Regions from separate parts of the Mus musculus genome. Here region 1 is linked to region 2. Evidence: chromatin contacts called from public Hi-C data. All regions are on one chromosome and are shown on one strand. The core of a region is the stretch at or near the end of the contact, and the rest is flanking DNA. Distances in the headings are between cores, read along the strand shown.

Region 1 (4,161 bases), core at 594-3,093, 1.1 Mb after region 2:
GCAGGGCAAGCGAGAAATGAACGGATCTCAGAAACGGAGGTAAACTTCTTCCAGAAAAAATAAAGTAGTAATAATAATAATAGTTATTGTTATAATTATAATTTTTAAAAGGTCTTTTTTGTGTCAAGCACAGTACTTAATCCCCTTTTTATTTTAGCCAGGGGTGACTTGTACCTGGAGTGAGGTGCAGAGACACCTGTGAGCAGGAGACGTGAGCGTCAGTGACACCGGGAATCGTCCCTCCAGACACAAGATCCCAACACAGAATCAGCTGCTGCTGCAGGCTTTAGGGACTGTCAAGACTCTAGAAGCACCCCGCCACCTGCCTCAGTCTTCAGTTTGTAAACTGGTCTGCTCTTTTCCCAGTACAGACACTGTTCAGTGTCATGTGGGCATCCAGAATTATTCACAGCAGAATAAATTCTAAAATACCCAGGGAGAGGAGGTATTTGATCTATAACAGTTTGAATGTCTAGACTATAGCTATGGCCAGACTGATAATGGGAACAGACTCGCTGTCTTCCCAAAGGTCACAACTGAAAGGGAGTCTGGTTCACAGATGCTGTCTAGCCCGGTCTCCTGTCCTGCCCCTTCCCGAGCATCCTTTCTGGTCCTGACATTTCCCAACACATAACACAAGCGTGTACACACACACACACACACACACACACACACACACATTTCCCAACACATAACACAAGCGTGTACACACACACACACACACACACACACACACACACACACACACGCGCGCCCTCGCCCTGTGACCCACAGACCAGCTAACACCTACTGTTAGTGTGTTAGTTCCCACAGAGCATTTTGAGTTCCTGTTAGAACAGAACATGCTACCTGTGAGGCCTCTAGCCTCGGGACAGTAAGGTGAGGGAAACCACAGTAAAATGGCTTAGTTGGCACTTTCAGGATTCCTCCTCTTGTCTAAGTGTTTAAAAAAAAAAAAAACATACATCACAAAGGTGTCCCTACGTTTACTCAAGGCAGGGAAGAAATTTCACTCAAGACTCAATAATCCAGTCTTCTCTTCCGAAGGCCCAGTGTCCTCCAACATAACTGGGACAGCTTGCCCACTGGCAGGCGAGCCAATCTTGGGATTTACTGGTTTAAATGCATTAAGCCAAAAACCACTTTCATTTGCCACAGGCAATTTAATATGTCACAAACACAAGTTTAGTGTGCCATTTACATTTCAAGCCGTGAGTTTAGTACAGAAGTTTTAAAGAATTAGATTGTTACGATGTAGACAGGTCTTGCTGTAGATGCACCCTGGCCTTTCTGCAGAGGTCAGAGGACAACTGGATGAAGTCTCCCTCTACCATGGGGTCTCCAGGGATCAAACCCAGGAGCTCGAGCTTGGCGACTCCGCTTTACGCGGAGCCACGTCACTGCCCCCGTTGCAGGATTCTTAGATGCTACTTTCCCCACAGTCTTCCTCCAACAGGAGAAGAGGGTGAGGGCTTCCAGTGATGTGGTGAGTCAAGCAGACCCCATAGAGTCCAATGAATGGCTTCCAATAGCACAGTTCTGAGAACACTAAAACCTGTGAACTTCACCTTCAACAACCTCCCTGGCTGTTCAGTATGGAAACTCCAGAATGGCACCGATTGCTTCCTTAAAGAGAGCCTCAATCACAACAGTAAGGCTCCATTTGGTTTTGTCCTTTACAACAAACCGCCTGGAAATGGGGCCCATCCAGATTCTTGCTAGCCTACTTGACATGCATCCCCTCGTCTCCGTCAGAGAACGCCGGGCACTTACCAGGCTCAGAGTGCACTGGGGTGTGGCCGTTCAGCATGCCATTTGCCACATCTGTGTCCTCTAGGGACAGGACTGCTGGAGGCTGGAACTCGAGCTCCTCTTGGATCTTTTCTAAGCCACTCTTCATCTGGGAGGAGCTCATGTGGTTAAAATGCCACTTTGTTTTCTGAATGACACTGTCTGCAGAAAGAGAGAGGCCAAGTTGAGCATCGTCAGAATGGTGCAGATGGGAAGCGAAGCGCCCGTTGCTAAGCAACCAGTAAGTCAGATTCCGAACAGAGTCAGTTATCGGAGGTCAGGTGACTGCTGCGTATTAACACTAGTCTGATCCACTTCTCCAAAGAAGAATAATTAAAGTGTGGCTGCAGAGAAGCCGCCAGCCCTCAGGGACCCCGGAGTTGGCAGGAAGCACTGGGCCTGCCCCTTCAGGCTGTCTCTAAGCTTGGAGTCAGGAATAAATGGGACTCTGTTGTACAAGCTGGGAAGGCGTATCTGGAAGGTGTGCTGGATGCGTTTGAGCTTTACACAATGTGACATGAGCTGGAGCCACCTGGGAAGAAGGAAGTTTATGTCTGAGAAATGCTTTTATGAGACTGGCCACCAAACAAACCAATGTGGCATTTTCTTAAATTATGATTGACGTGGAGGGCTAAGCACAGTGGGCTCAGTGCCACCCCTGAAGGGGTGGCCCAGGGCTTCTAAGAAAGCAGACTGAACAATCCGTGCAGAGGAAGCCTGTAAGCAGCACCCTCCACGGTCTGCCTCAGTACCATTCAGGTTCCTGCCTTGAGTTCCTGCCCTGACTTCCCTTCATGGTTGGCTACGAATATAGACTGTAAGTCAAATAACCCTCTTCTTCCCACGTGGCCCTTGGTCATGGTGTTTACCGCAGGGAGAGGAAACAGACCAGGACAGAAGTGTCGGCTTTGATTCTTTTAGTTATATTACTATTAATCCACTCCAACAAATCATAACACGATTTTGTTGATTTGTTTTAAATTAAAACTCGTGTAGTCCAGGCTGGCCTCAAACTTGCTATGTAGCCAGTGATGGCCTTGAACTCCTGATGTCCCAACTGCTAGGATTCCAGTGCACAACCATGCCCACTCCCACGCCTGGCCTAACAAACTTTGAAGCAGGAGCCCAATCACGCATTTCTAATATCACTGTTCTCTGACTCCAAGGAGCTATGGTGGTGCTAGGGAAGGTCTCCCGTCTGATATAGCTCCTGCTTTGCAAGGAAGGCCCATGCAGAGAGAAGGGCAAATGAAGGCAGCTTCTTTTCCCCCCCAAATCAACTGGGGCCATGGGAGCCACAGCTGTGGCCTGCTTATAGACAGCCAGCACCATCCAGACAGGGATTAAGAGGGGCCCAGGGCAGCAGCTTCACAAAAGCCTCCCAGGTCTGCCACAGCCCCCCCACCTGGGCATTCCTGCTCCTGAAAGTGACAGCCCCAGGTCGGAGGTCACTGAGGGACAGTGAAGACTCTGGCAGTCATAGCCAGATGACCTAAATGCTGGCCTCACACCTGACTGTGCCAAACACTTCCAGATCCCTGTTCTAGTCCATCCCAGATACGACACATCCACTGCCCACCTCTCTTGCTCCCTAGAGCAGTGTTCCCAACTCTCCCAACAACTCTCGCCCTTTAATATGGTTCCTCCTGTTATGGTGACCATCCCCCACCAACCACAAAATTATTCTTGTTGCTACTTCATAAGTGTAATAAGTGAATATAGAAGCATTCACAACTACTGTTGTGAATTGCAATGCAAATATTTACTATATCCAATGGTCTTAGGTGAACCCTTTAAAAGGATTGTTCAAGCCCCCTCCCTTCCCCACAAAGGGCTGCCAGCCACAGGTTGGGAAATGCTGCCCTAGAGCTCAAAATGAACCACTCTTGGCCAAACTGGACACACCCCATGACTACCGGGCTGTGTTCTGTAGACTTGGGATCACAGAGAACCTTCTGGCTGATCTTAGGACAAAAAATGTCTTCTTCCAAAGCAGTCTTTGTCAACCTGCTTGAGGGAAGGACCACATTGTTCTCATTTCCAAACTGTTACAGCCTGATGCTTTGACAAAATGGAGGAAAAACAACAAATAAACAAACTCCTGCAGAAACGTGTGTGCCTGTAATCACCACAGAAGCTGGAAGCATTCGCTGTCTTCCAGGCTCATTCACACTCCCTCAGAGGCTCCAACCCAGACCTGCCATCAGCAGAACTTTCTCCAAGTGTAAGAGAGTAAACGTTTCCGGCTCCTGGTAGGTCCTGGTTGGCAAAGCATCACAAACCTGATTCACATAACACAATCTGGTCCATACAGGCTGTGGCCTGATTCACATAGCACAATCTGGTCTATACAGACTATGGCCTGGTTCA
Region 2 (4,016 bases), core at 173-2,672:
GGCCAGAAGGAGCCAGATGCCTCCAGGAATGTAGTCACAGGCAGTTGTGAGCTACTGACGCTGCCAGGAACTGAACTTGGGTCCTCTGGAGGAACCACAGGTGCCTTTACCCACTGAACTATCTCCCCAGCCCCTCTCATTATCTTCTTTCAGATCTTGTAGTCATTTCAAAGGTATGTCTCAAAATCACTCTGCAAGGAAAATTATTTATCAGGCTCCGCTTTCCTCCTAGGCACTAGCTAAGGCCTCTCATCTTGTGCTTGCATTGCTTAGATACTGAGTCTTGGACCAAGGGCGGAAGAACTCCCTTTCAGTCAGGAAGCCTCTTTTGTTGTTGTTGTTGTTGTTGTTGTTGTTGTTGGTTTGTTTGTTTGTTTGTTTGTTTGTTTGTTTGTTTTGAGACAGGGTTTCTCTGTGTAGCCCTGGCTGTCCTGGAACTCACTCTGTAGACCAGGCTGGCCTCGAACTCAGAAATCCGCCTGCCTCTGCCTCCCGAGTGCTGGGATTAAAGGCGTGTGCCACCACACCCAGCAGTCAGGAAGCCTCTTAAGAGATAGCACCCCGCAGAGTCCCTAGTGGGGCGGTGCTCCGAAATGATTCTCAACACTTTGACTGTGAGAACCGGACAGCAAGGAAGACATTCAGTTCCAGTCCGAATCTGATCCTTCCAGGATCCAGGTCTGACGTTCTAAGTATGTAAAGAATGCGGGGAGGGGGGTGCGGGGGGGGGGGAGGCTCAGCTACAACTCGATGCTGCTGCGTAACCAGATGAGTCACATTGGGAGAAAAAGTCCTTCGAATGTAAAGGGTGCCGCAAAGCCTTCAGGTCCAGCCACGACTGGAAGGATCACCTACAAGTGCAGGCAGTGCAGGAAAGATCTGAGTTCTAGCGGGGCCTTAACCCAGGACTGGATGATAGACACCAGAGAGAAGCCCTACGTCTGCAAGGAGAGCCTTAGGGCCTTCCGGAGGGGCGTGGCCTTCCTCCAGCACCAGATTGTTCACTCTGCGGAGAAGCTGTGTGAATGCAAGAAGTGCCGGAGAGCTTTCAGATGGTACAGGAGTTTTCTCCAGCACCTCAAACTGTACCTGGTGGAGATGGAGCTGACTCAGGGTGATCCCCAGGGACTCCCTCCACCTCAGCTCAGATTCCTCTGCAGGAGCCGCGAGCCCCTCCTGCAGCTGTGCCTCTTCCCCCCTTTCCTCCAGCTGTGCTGGTTGGTTCCTGGGCTGCATTTGAAATACCCTCTTCATCTGCCCAGTTAGCGCGTGTGTCTCCCAGGGCCGTGCTCCCACAGTGAAGACTTTCACGGTTGTCAGTTCTTCTCGGCCTTCCCCCTGCAGCTTTAGCTTAGCACTTCCTCGAGCTCCTTCTCACCAGTAGGTGGCACCACGTGAACACACATTAATGAATTCGCTTACAGACTGTAGGTGGAGAACAGAACACTGCGGTCTCTGCACACTGACAGCAGCGGCTGTGTCGGCTAGGCTTGGGAGCTGCAAGGTCAGTTAGGGAATCACTTGTCCTGCCTGGCCTGTTGTAATTAAAAAGAAACGACCTGGGGCCAGTGACATAGCACTTGCCACCAAGCCATACACCCTGAGTTCTGTGCCCTGGGATCCCACAGTAGGAGAGAACCAACTCTCACAAGTTACGGCTGACTTCAAATGGCAGATGGGTTCCTTGGCAAAAATGCACCCCTCCACGTGCGCGTGCGCGTGCGCGCGCGCGCGCACACACACACACACGGGCACACACACACACACACACACACACGGGCACACAATAAACAGGAAGAAGCGTGTTGCCAGAAATGTAATACCTGCAGGAGAACTGGAGCGAGCTTCTGATCATGCATTTTAGAACTTAATGGCAGATTCTTTTTTTTTTCTTCAAGTTTTCTCAGATTTGGAGTGTGTGTGTGTATATATATATATGCCACACACATGCAGGTGCCCTCAGAGGCCAGAAATGAGTGTCAAATCTGCTGGCCCCAAAGTTACAGATAGTTGTGAACAGTCTGGTTGTGGGTGTTGGGCACTGAACAGGGGTCTGCAGTAAGAGCAGCAAGTGCTTTTAACTTCTGAGCCACCTCACCTGGTGTAGCAATGACTGAGGGGCAGGGGCGGGAGGAGTTGGCACCACTGACTGTAGGGGGTGCTACTGCTGTTGGAGATAGGGGATGCTGGTATGACTGATTATTCCAGAATGGTGATGTGCTGTTTCTGTCAGAGCTTGTTGAGGACCACCGCAGTGCAAATGCTTGAATGATATAGCAGTGAGAAGTCACTGTGTGCGTTACACCTGTGGTAGCTAGTGTGCACAGTCACATCTTTACACAGAAAGGCTTTCCTTTTTAGTTTTACCCTTTATTCTAGCTGTAGAATATCTTAGCTTTTTTTTGTTGTTGTTTTGTTTTGTTTTTTGTTTTTTGTTTTTTTTCGAGTCAGGGTTTCTCTGTGTAGCCCTGGCTATCTTGGAACTCACTCTGTAGACCAGGCTGGCCTTGAACCCAGAATGCGCCTGCCTCTGCCTCTCAAGTGCTGGGATTACAGATTCCTTTACAGATGGTTGTGAGCCACCATGTGGCTACTGGGAATTGAACTCAGGACCTCTGGCAGACCAGTTAGTGCTCTTACCTGCTGACACATCTCTCCAGCCACTCTTAGTCTTTACTGTATCTCTTGTGTGAACTTTTGCAGGAGTTTGGTGGAAACCTGGGGGAGAATGGGCAACTGTACAAAGCAACACTGGACGAAATCCAAGTTCAAAATGGGAGTTTGGAAATGCAGTGGGTGGTGGCATGAGTCCATAGGGTTGCTGGACATTAATGAAGTGGGGTTTGATTTGTTCTTGGTAATAACCTTGAAGGGAAGCCTGTGCTACTGTGGACAGGGCCCTGGAAAGTGGTGACTGGAAAAAGGATGCCGTGTGCGTGTTACAGTAGCCTTCCTGTACACTGGTGGATCAGTCCATGATGATCGGTTTGGTTGTTTTGTTTTGTTTTGTTTTGTTTCTCCTAGGGACAGTGTTTCTCTGTGTAACCCACCTGAGTCTCTGGTGGGAGGAGTGTGCCACCATCCCAGGCTTGCCTACGGGTTCTTTACTCTCATTCATATCTAGACACTTGTCAGAAGCAGTGGATATAGAAACCTTTACATTTGTGTATTTAAGATTTGCTAAGTTTCTGGTATGCTTGCAAAAAAACAACAACAAAAAGTAGTTTTCTGATGTAATTCTGTTTTAGGGTGTCTGTGAATATCACAGACACCCCTTGGGGAGATTTATTCTTTTTTTTTTTTTTTTTTTTTTTTTTTTTTGAGACAGGGTTTCTCTGTGTATCTCTGGCTGTCCTGAAACTCACTTTGTAGACCAGGCTGGCCTTGAACTCAGAAATCCTCCTGCCTCTGCCTCTTGAGGGCTGGGATTAAAGGCATGCGCTAGCACGCCCTTCGAGGATTATTCTTGATAAGGGACATGGGTGTGGCCCCTGGCAGTTTGTAATATGTCTTGGCTTCCATCTCTCCCTTTGGAGCCCACAGATATCCCCAGTCCTACTTGGAGCCCTTCAGACAGACCCCTTATGGGCAGGCACACAGTCTCCGTGCAGCCGTAGTAGCCACTGGAAACACAGCAGAGCTTTCTCTGATGTCTGTTGTGGTCATCTACTTGTAAGTCTTCGGCTGACTCTGCTGGTGTAGCCCTAGGCAGCTCAGGTTGAACTTTGCTACTGATTTTCCAAAGTCCCCGGTGCTGAGGCTTCCCGCAGAACTGGATGGACAGTGTCCCCAGAAGGGGAATTTTCAGATGCTACACAAGTAAGTGAGTGGCAGAGGGGGCTGGTGAGATGGCTCAGTGGGTAAAGGAGCCTGCTGTTATGTCTGATGGGCAGAGTTCCATCCCTGGGATCCATGTGATGGAAAGAGACAACTCGCCTCCACAAGTTGGCTTTCTCTCACACATACACACACACACGCACACACATATACATGCACATGCACGCATACATACACAT

Evidence for each region. Hi-C and Micro-C count contacts between places; a contact is called where the count stands out from the background.
Region 1: a Hi-C map of cortical neurons shows a contact between it and region 2. The contact joins two enhancer-like sites. A contact is called at or near these places in 8 of 39 promoter capture datasets (3T3-L1-derived adipocytes, embryonic stem cells, liver and 3 more), 1 of 484 Hi-C or Micro-C datasets (cortical neurons), 3 of 115 datasets of contacts at active chromatin or transcription factors (astrocytes, embryonic forebrain and large pre-B cells) and 1 of 9 other capture datasets (adipose tissue).

What each region holds. Positions count from the first base shown.
Region 1 is chr9:121,688,463-121,692,623 of GRCm38.p6, forward strand. Sec22c (SEC22 homolog C, vesicle trafficking protein) reads right to left here. Exons shown (of 7, transcript NM_001164562.1): 4 at 1,774-1,953. Among named protein-coding and RNA genes, the nearest start is that of Sec22c, 14 kb to the right of the region's middle. Within about 2 kb of position 1,844, at least 65 of the 459 cell types and tissues checked have an H3K27ac peak or open chromatin away from gene starts, as enhancers often do. A contact at or near this core is called in cortical neurons, where this site is marked.
Region 2 is chr9:120,581,394-120,585,409 of GRCm38.p6, forward strand. No RefSeq gene overlaps it. Among named protein-coding and RNA genes, the nearest start is that of 5830454E08Rik, 6.1 kb to the left of the region's middle. Within about 2 kb of position 1,423, at least 199 of the 459 cell types and tissues checked have an H3K27ac peak or open chromatin away from gene starts, as enhancers often do. A contact at or near this core is called in cortical neurons, where this site is marked.